2 separate regions of the Pan troglodytes genome follow, and region 1 is linked to region 2. Evidence: chromatin contacts called from public Hi-C data. All regions are on one chromosome and are shown on one strand. The core of a region is the stretch at or near the end of the contact, and the rest is flanking DNA. Distances in the headings are between cores, read along the strand shown.

Region 1 (4,466 bases), core at 1,394-3,893, 220 kb before region 2:
GCACCAATTTTGTATTCACCAAAACATCCGATTCCCAAAGGTCCACTAGTGCCTCTAAAAAAACCTTAAATGTGAAAATATTTTTAAAGTTTTTAAAAATAAATTGTTAAGTTTTGGTTTTCATTTGCAGTAAAAACATTTGGCTAAATTGCCTTTAGAGGCACCAGCCATGTCAGTTTACAAGGTCCCTTCATAAGCCACTATCAGGAGTTTAAATTGTGGGATTATGTTATTGAATATATGCAAAGAACATATTAAAAGTGCTCATAAATTCCAGTTATAATTATTATTAATTGTTTTATTTATTATTCTATTAGACTCTAGTAGCCAAAAAGCAAAACCAACACAGCAGAGAAACCGCAGGGGGGCGGGGCTGTACAGCCAGGGCTCAGGCAAGGAAGATGCGCAGGTGCAGAGGACCGGCGCCTGAAGGGAGGGGCTGAGGGTTCACACTGCGCATGTGTGCTAGCAGGCTCTGAGGGAGGTGGGACTATAGGCCAGCCGGGCAGGGGCAGGCTTAGGGAGGGGCCAAGCCTTGGAGAGGCGGGGCCTGAGCAGGCTACCTAAGAGGAGGCGGGCCTGGGGAGGTGGGATCTGGGTGAGCTCACATCAGAGGAGGCGGGCCCAGGAGAGGCGGGGCCTGGGCAGTTCACCTCAGAGGAGGCGGGCCCAGGAGAGGCGGGGCTGGGCAGTTCACCTCAGAGGAGGCGGGCCCAGGAGAGGTGGGGCCTGGGCAGTTCACCTCAGAGGGGGCGGCCCCGGGAGAGGCGGGGCCTGGACAGTTCACCTCAGAGTAGGTGGGCCTGGGAGAGGCAGGCCCTGGGCAGCTCACCACAGAAAAGGCGGGCCTGGAAGAGGCGGGGCCTGAGCAGCTCACCTCAGAATGAGGTGGCCAGAGAGAGGTGGGGCCTGGGCAGGCAGGCGCTAAGGAGCTGGGAGGAGGGGCCTGAGGAGGCCGCATCTAGAAGGCGCGCTCTGGGAAGGCGCGCTGCAGGGGAGGCGCGCTCTGAGGAGGCGCTGTAGGAGGAGGCGCTAAGCACCGCAAAGAAGGCATGCTAGGATGGGCGGGGCAGGCCTGAGACTGGCTGCTACAGGGCTGCAGAGTATCTGCACACACCCCCCGCCGCCAGAATCCCCCCTCCCAAACCCCTCCCACCAGCCACCAAAGCCAGATTCATTTCATGCAGCAAGAGCAATCCACAGATCCAATTCCCCCGCCATACTCAGCAAACCCACAGTTTCCACAAACTGTTGCTGGACGCTGATTCGCGCCACCACAACTACACCGCCACTTCAATCAAGCACAAGTAGGCAGGCAGCCTGCTCTGCCATCACCAAAAGATTCCCATTTCCACTCCAATCAGTGCCCCTCCACTCCACTGCTATAGCGGGAATGGTGTGGGTAGAATGTTAAACACTAATTTTTGCCCGGGGCTCCATTTTGTCTACCAGCACCATCATGCAGAGAACCGTCCTGCAGAAAAATAGAGTGGGAGCCATTCCAAAAGGTGAAAGGGTGGGGTCCTGCTCCAAGAAAACAGAGGAATTGTACTCCGCAGCTCATGTCCCACTACGGCTGCTTTATTTGTAGCGCAAACAGTCTGCAGCTCCTGTACCTCTGCAGCTCTTACCACTTTGTAGTGCATCTTAGGTGTGAATTGTTCCGCAGCTCATGTACCTCTGCAGTTCATGTGCCTCGCAGCGCAATGAAGCGCTGTTGTCGGGCTGGCTAATCGCATCGTTTTTGTAGCGTTTTTTGTAGTGCTACTCTTCTGCAGCTCAGATTTTGCAGCGCGTGTAAAGCGCAATTCAGTTTTCTGTCTGCAGCTCCTATATCGCTGCTCCTCGTTCTGGATTGTAGCGCCACTGAAGCGCCCATCCGTCAGTTTGTGGCACATAAAGCGCCCATCAGTTTATAGCGCAATTAAGCGCCAGTTGTAGCACCCATCAGTTTGTCGCCCGCGTGAAGCGTGCTTGTAGCGCATCTGAAGCGCCAGTTTGTAGCGCATTTGAAGCGCTTATCTGTTTGTAAAGCATGGCACTTGGTAGCGCATTTGAAGAGCAAATTGCAAATCGATCTGTAGCTCCTGACCGTCTGCAGCTCATCACTGTCCGCAGCTCATCTCTGTCTACAGCCCGTATCTGGACTTGGTCCTGGAAACCCAAGCCTTTAAGGCTTGGTTTCCCCATTTGTTTTGGGGTACAGCCAGTGAAGGCGTGACAAGTTTTGCGTGGAGACATTCTGGGGTGCTACTCCATCTCCCGCAGCTCCCGATAAGCACGGGGAATGAACGTGATCTTTAAAAAAAAAAAACGTCCTCACCGCATACTCACCACGCGAGGACTCCTCTGCGAAGACAGGAAGGATGGGGTCCCACACCTGAGCCAGGCGCGGTCTCCACTGGGTGCTCCGCAGCCCGGAGTGGCTCCGGACGACAGCCCGCTCAGCGGACCTTTCGCCAGGCTCGGTGGACCTTCTCCGCTGTTCTCCTCAGGGCGCAGTCAGGTTTCTTCGACACACACCAACCGAAGTTGAAGCGCGTGTACCAGGAGCTCAGACTGTGAGCCTTATATAGGTTGCACCGAGGAGGGGGGCGCCAAATCCCAGCGTGCTCCGCGGGCTAGGGGGTGGAGGGGGGTGCGGGGGATGGGGGATGGGGGTGGGGGCGGTGGCCACGCTGCAGTGGCCCGCCGCTAGAGGGAGTACGGGATTACCGAGGGGGTGCGGGATGCTGATGCTGAACTGGCCAAGCTGGGAGGGAAGAAGAAAGGGAGGGGAGGGGAGAATCGAGGACGGACGGCCTAGCCAGGCCAAGAATGCAATTGCCCCGGTGGTGGGAGCTGGGAGACCCCTGTGCTTGGACGGGACAGGGTCGGGGGACACGCAGGATGAGCCCCGCGACCACTGGCACATTCTTGCTGACAGGTTAGTGGCCTGCGCGCGACGTGGAGGTCCGGGGCCAACAGGCCGCCGCCTCCCCCTCCCCCGCTCGGGTTCCGGGCGCCTGAGCGCGCCCTTTGGGTACCAGCCTCTCTTTCTGTCCCGGACCCCACCGTACCCCTCCTTCAGTACACCTTGTACCCCATTTCCCCGGCCCAGCTTCTCTCTCCCCAGGCTTGACCCCTGGCCTTTTTTTTTTTTTCCTCTCCGCGCCCCCGCGGGCCCCTCCCTGCTCTGCGGGCGCAGAAATTCCATCTCCAATTCCTGTTCCCAACATCCCCCTCCCCGCCCAGCCCCAGGGTAGTCCTCTCCCGATCCCTGTAGCAAAGAGCTGGGGGTCGTTGCCTGTTTTTCTGGGGGGCCCGTTTCCCCGCGATTGGGCTCTGCGACCTCGATGCGAGCCAAAGGAAATGGGTGTCAAGCTGCGTCCCCGCTACACAAACACATCTTTTTTCCTTTTCTTGATCGTGGTAGAGAACACAAAAATATGACATTTAAAACACCGAATTTCCCCCTCTTGCTAAGTGCATTTCTCGGTGGCGGAAATCTCGGTTTTCTTCGGTTTTACGGAGCAGGGACGCGGAATCATGAAATGCTGGGAGCTAAACAGGGCATTCAGGTCAGGGTTAACCCCGGCTGGAGGCCAGAGATGCTGCCGTACCGAGTGCGCTATTTCCAGAAACCAAAACCAATTTAAAACAGCTGTGGATGCTTCCAGTGTGTTTGGCGGGCTTTGAAGGCTCCCAGCTACGGACTTTTGGTGGCGATTACGAGGTTTACACAGAGACCTTGCTTCCCTTGCAACGTTACATTTTCCTAAATCTTGTAGGGTGAATGAATGCGTTTAGTCACGGCAACCGCACGTTTAATCCTTTCCAGCGGGTTGCCGAGATTCGGCCACAAATATTTGCGTGCATTTGTACTATGAACATATATATTTTATGTCAGGGAAAATTGCAGTGGCTGATAAGACGCTAAAATTCTGATGAGGAAGGATGCTAAATAAAACCTTAACGCGGATTCCCATCTAAGCGCCTCAGTGTTAGGCGCTTGGGAAACTGACAATCTGTTGATGATCTTAGTAAAACAAGTTTAAGTTAAAAGGGAAAACCAAATTGTCTACAGCTGAGTTAGGTTTCTGAAACACAGATGAAACGCTTTCATATTTGAAGAGCAAAATTGAGCATATTTTAGTAACATTGCTACGGATTATTTTATACTTGGAATATCAATAAGAATTTGACTTATTGTCATAACAACGTTGCAGACACCGCACTTTAAAAGCGAGCCTTTCTAGGAATAAACAAAACTGTAGCCCATTTACTGAGATTTTACTTTTTATTAGAGAGAAAATGCCCACTATCCGGAATATGAATGAATGAAATGCAGCTTTTTAACAAAGACATTTCCCTAGGAAGTTGGGTAAACACAATTATACTTTTTAGAAGTGCCTTTTAATTTAATCTTTAGGATGTTCACCCTCTTCTGCAAGATAGAATAATTCCAGGATTTCTTATGCTTGGTA
Region 2 (4,713 bases), core at 490-2,989:
CTTTTCTTTTTTTGAGATAGAGTCTCACTCTGTCACCCTGGCTGAGATGCAGTGGCATGATCACTGCAGCCTCTACCTCCTGGGCTCAAGCAATCCTCCTGCCTCATCCTCTGTAGTAGCTGTGAGTACAGGTGCACACCATCATACCTGGCTATTTGTGTAGAGACAGGGTCTCACTATGTTGCCTAGGCTGGTCTCAAGCTCCTGGGCTTAAGTGATCATTCTGCTTCGGCCTCCCAAAGTGCTGGGATTATAGGTGTGAGCCACCAGGCCTGACCAACATATATATTTTCAAGGAGAAAGGAGTGCTAGGAAGAGTGTGAGATGGGTAGATACAAAGCAGGCATTCAAATACAAAGTATTTGAATTAAATTAAGTTTCTGTTTTATTGAGAAAAGTTATAAAACATTACAACTTTTGTGATGCAGTTTGTAATAGAGATGTTATTTATGGTCTTTCATACCCTTGCCTCCTTTAAAAATTGCCCACGCAGAGCTTCTGATGTCTAGGTGGCTATGTTTTATATCACACGACTCTCATGATGGGATACCTACCCAAATGTCAGCACTTACTAGGCTGTCTAGGGATTTATGAACTATATCAGAATCTCTCTCTTAGAAATCAAATAATAATAATGATGAAAGCCAATTAATAGCAGATATGAAAAAAACATGCAGAATGTGAATGAACCAGATTAGTGGTGAAGCTGTAGAGGAAAGAGTTGAAAAAGTCACAAACTACTGCTCCTGAGATCTCTGAAGCCATCTTAAATAGAGAGCCAAGCCTGTCATGGTGGTGTGAGCCTGTAGTCCCAGCCACTTGGGAGGCTGAGGCAGGAGGATTGTTTGAGCCCAGGAATTCGAGGCCACAGTGTGCTATGATGGCACCATGAATAGCCACTGTATTTCAGCCTGGGCAACATAGCAAGACCCTGCCTCTAAAAAAATAAATAAATAAAGGGGCAGCCACGTTGCAGCTCCAACTTCAGTAGTCTGTTACCTTTCTTGCTCTTATTTCTCTATGTATGTCCCTGTCACCTGAGCTTCCTTGACTGGATCTCTGTTCGTTTTGCTTAAATAAACCTGAAGATACAAGATGATTATAAGGTAAAGTACCTATGATACAGATTTTGGACTATCTTAGTTACTACAACTCTATACATATTCCAGCAGTCATTTTTATAGTTTCCTCTTTTGTTTAATAATTGTTCAGCATCATGAGATAGCCAGGTGGGAGAGGGTCCCTGGAAAAACTCCAACCAACCTGCACACTAGGAGGAATGTGCATTGGGTGGAGACACGGAAGTTCACGCTGTTTGCAGAGGGGAGTAGTCTGGCCCCTCCTCTTCCTATCTGGAACCTGGAATTTAAATGGCCAGGCGAGAAGTACTCTAGCAGGGACTCTGGCCTAGGGAGAGTCCCCGTTTCCCCTTTTCTTCTTTTTTCACCCAGTAAAACCCTGTCTTACTCACCATTCAAACTATCTGCAAGCCTGAATTTTTGTGGCCATGGAACAAAGAACCCTGTCATTAGCTAAACTAAGGAAAAGTCCTGCAACAATAAAATCACGAAGTCTGGAGTCTGTATTACTGGGCTAGGTGATAGAGATACAGAGATGAATCAGACAATCTGCCATCTAGAAGCATGTAGTTCAATTACACTTTTCTATATAGCGTGGTTGTTCATTACTGCAGATTGTCAGATCAGTGGTGACCAACTAGTTGCTAGGCAACTTGAAAGACAAGAATACAGAACGGATGCAGCTTCATTCTGTTATAAATTCTTCTTTGAAATGTTTGTCAAGAACTCTGAAGGATCTGGAATTTTCTCTACTTTAAAGCTAAGATGTTAGCCGGCCACAGTTTAATAGATGCTGGCGGAAGGCATGCAGCTTCTGGGTCAGAGACGAAAGACTTTGTTCCAGCAAGGCAAGGAACTAAAAGCTTTATATTTGCTTCAGGCCCCCTTTCCCCAAGTCCCTTGGGGAAAATGCAGAGCAATCCAAATGGATGTGTTGCAATTGAGAAACACCAACAAATGGAACCCAAAACTACAATGGGCTGGGAGCAAACCTGCTTGACATTTGCCCTGCAGGGAGCTATTATCTTGATTATAGTGGACAGTAACCTCTCCTCTGAAGGGAGACATTAACTCTCTCTTCCAAGGTTGCACACTATCATTATACAAACATCCTTGAACAGATATTTCAGAACGAAGGTCATCAGTGTCTCTGCTTGCAAAACATGCAGAAATGCCAAACATCCATGAATTGTGTTCCAACAATGTTCTTTATCTGGGTACTTTTTAAGACTATTCAAAATTGTGACTCTTATTTCTACTTTAAGATGGTCCTGTATTCCTCCATTTTTGCCATGTCCTGTTTACTAGGTATATTAGTTGAAACTGTTTTTGTTTTATATAACAGAAATTAACTTTCTCTAACTTAAGCAAAAAGGAAAGTTAGTAGAAGGATACTGGATTATTTCATAATTGAAAGAACAACCAAAAATCTAGTACTGTTTTGTGACCTCATCTGCAAAAGTTCACAGTCGTCTGTAGAGTGCTGTCATTGTCATGCCTCCATTATTCCTTGCCATTCTCCACTACAACTTTTAAATTTTCAAAAGAGAGGAGTTGAGTGGCTCAGCTTGGCTAAGGCTCTTCCTCTAGCTTTTCAGTTATGCCCAGAGGGGAAGGGCCATAAAAGCACCTAGTAAATCTTGGCTGCTCCCATAGAAAGAGAGATGATTTCTTTGGAACTTTGGCATCCTTCCCGATTGCTTTCTATTATATCTGGATTCATTTTTATTGATATTCCATTGCTCATTAGAGAAATGCAGTTATTGTTTTCAGCATTATTTCATTTCGCTTTTTAAATCAATTCAGTACAGTTTTGCTTTGTGTGTCATTTTCTTAGCCATCTTTTACCATTTTTCCATTTTTTGGAGTCATCTTTTGAAGTGATCTGAGCTAATTGAGTAATTCAAGAGTTTTTGGTAAATATAAGTCATCTCTGGTGATTGAAGATAGATAGGACTATATGTCTTTCCTTGTCAATCTTGCTACCAAGTGGTATGTCACAAGTAGAACAAGATTTAGCCTAAGTTTCATTATGTTAAATATTTATTAGTTCTCCATATATCTTCAAGACCATATTTCAACCATGAAAAATTATTATTGACATATTTTATGCTAATTAACACACCCTCTGGTGTAGATTTTAATGATGATATTTGAAATGCCAGAATAGCCAATTCTAAAGCTATGGATTTTCCTAATTAGGATATGTCCAAGATTACTCAATCAGCCCTGGAGTGTGGATTAATGTTACTTTATAGCCCTCATGCACATATATACATAAAACCTCCTGTGGAAGTATTTTTGAAGTAAATTACCTGACAGACAATATAATAGGTCAGATTTTAGGCATTTAGTCATGCACTCATGCTAATTTCCACACTCCTTTGTAATTAACATTCTTCCTGACTGGATTAATTGGGTTTGCAATAAGTAATCACATTTGTAATATTGTAACTGTTCCCAAATTAATTGCTCACATGTTCAATGAGCCATTACATGTTCTTTTTAAAACAGCTTAAAGAGCCCACTATTTGAAAGCTGTAGTCCTAAACATTTTGGGGAGAGGGATACAGAATCACCTAAAAATATGATGATGTTAATAAACCAGTGGTTCTCAAACTCTGAGAGTACATGGGAACCACCTTGGTGTACTAATTAAATATAGAAATATCTTGGGTCCACCCCTAGCAATTCTGATTTGGTAAATATTGTGTGGGATCTGGAAAAACTTAGAGAAGTACAATATATTTTGTCTTCCTAGAAAAAGGCACATAGGCACAGACTTCCAACTTTGCCATTGACTTTAAGGGAGGGTTTCAGAACCTTGTGGCTTTAGTCTCATACAGTTTTCCTCAAGACTTCCTGCAAATTGCAATCACCGAGGGAGTTTTAAATAATATTTCAGACCAATTAGATAAAAATACGAGTGGTAAAGGTTGACTAAACAGTCTGCATGATTTTATTCCCAACCCAGAATGCAGACTAGAGATTTTTTCCCAATGTATCAATCTATTTTACTGAATTAGACTTACTTGGCAGATACCTCACAAAAGTGATAATAAAAAGACCAATAACCCTATACATCCTACAAAATACGCAGTTTAATTTGTGTATTGGTGAGAAGGCACATCATTTTTGTCATTGATTTGTCTTTCTCTTTTCAATGGTTCAAAAGATTTAGTGGACTTTGTTCTGTTTTTGATACATAGCCCTCCCAAGTTTGAGAGAAGGAAAGCAAAGCTCTTTTTATAATTTATGGTGTCAAGGTGACCATTTATTGTGATATTTTAGTGGAAGAAAGTCTAAGAAAACATGTGGAGGTTAAAACTGACCATAAATTCACTATATTTTTAAAAGCATTCCCAGTTGTAAATAAAAGTATGTATTTGTTGTGAATAACTCAGAGAAATTGTTAAATGGGCAATTTTCTAGATGCTATCTGAGAACGGTTTTTTAAAAAAATTATTTTCATTAGGAACAAACCTTATCGTGATGAACAAAGTAGCAGTTGGAAACTCTAGTTATATTGATAAACTTTTAGAAATGATTTCAAACTTCTGTATTATAAGGGAAAGTAGATCTATAATCAGTGTTAAAAAAACCATTTTGAAAATATCTATAATCAAAGCTTCTT

Evidence for each region. Hi-C and Micro-C count contacts between places; a contact is called where the count stands out from the background.
Region 1: a contact with region 2 is called in a Hi-C map of stem cell-derived neural progenitor cells, with 4 times the contacts expected there. The contact joins the promoter of SGCE here to the enhancer-like site in region 2. A contact is called at or near these places in 1 of 7 Hi-C or Micro-C datasets (stem cell-derived neural progenitor cells) and 1 of 1 datasets of contacts at active chromatin or transcription factors (stem cell-derived excitatory neurons).

Annotation. Positions count from the first base shown.
Region 1 is chr6:104,031,714-104,036,179 of NHGRI_mPanTro3-v2.0_pri, reverse strand. It overlaps SGCE (sarcoglycan epsilon), which reads left to right and starts at 2,643. Exons shown (of 12, transcript XM_009453639.2): 1 at 2,643-2,926. The coding sequence starts at 2,818. It overlaps PEG10 (paternally expressed 10), which reads right to left and starts at 2,587. Exons shown (of 2, transcript NM_001302445.1): 1 at 2,324-2,587. The coding sequence starts at 2,328.
Region 2 is chr6:103,814,952-103,819,664 of NHGRI_mPanTro3-v2.0_pri, reverse strand. No RefSeq gene overlaps it. Among named protein-coding and RNA genes, the nearest start is that of COL1A2, 45 kb to the right of the region's middle. Within about 2 kb of position 1,739, at least 3 of the 24 cell types and tissues checked have an H3K27ac peak or open chromatin away from gene starts, as enhancers often do. A contact at or near this core is called in stem cell-derived neural progenitor cells, where this site is marked.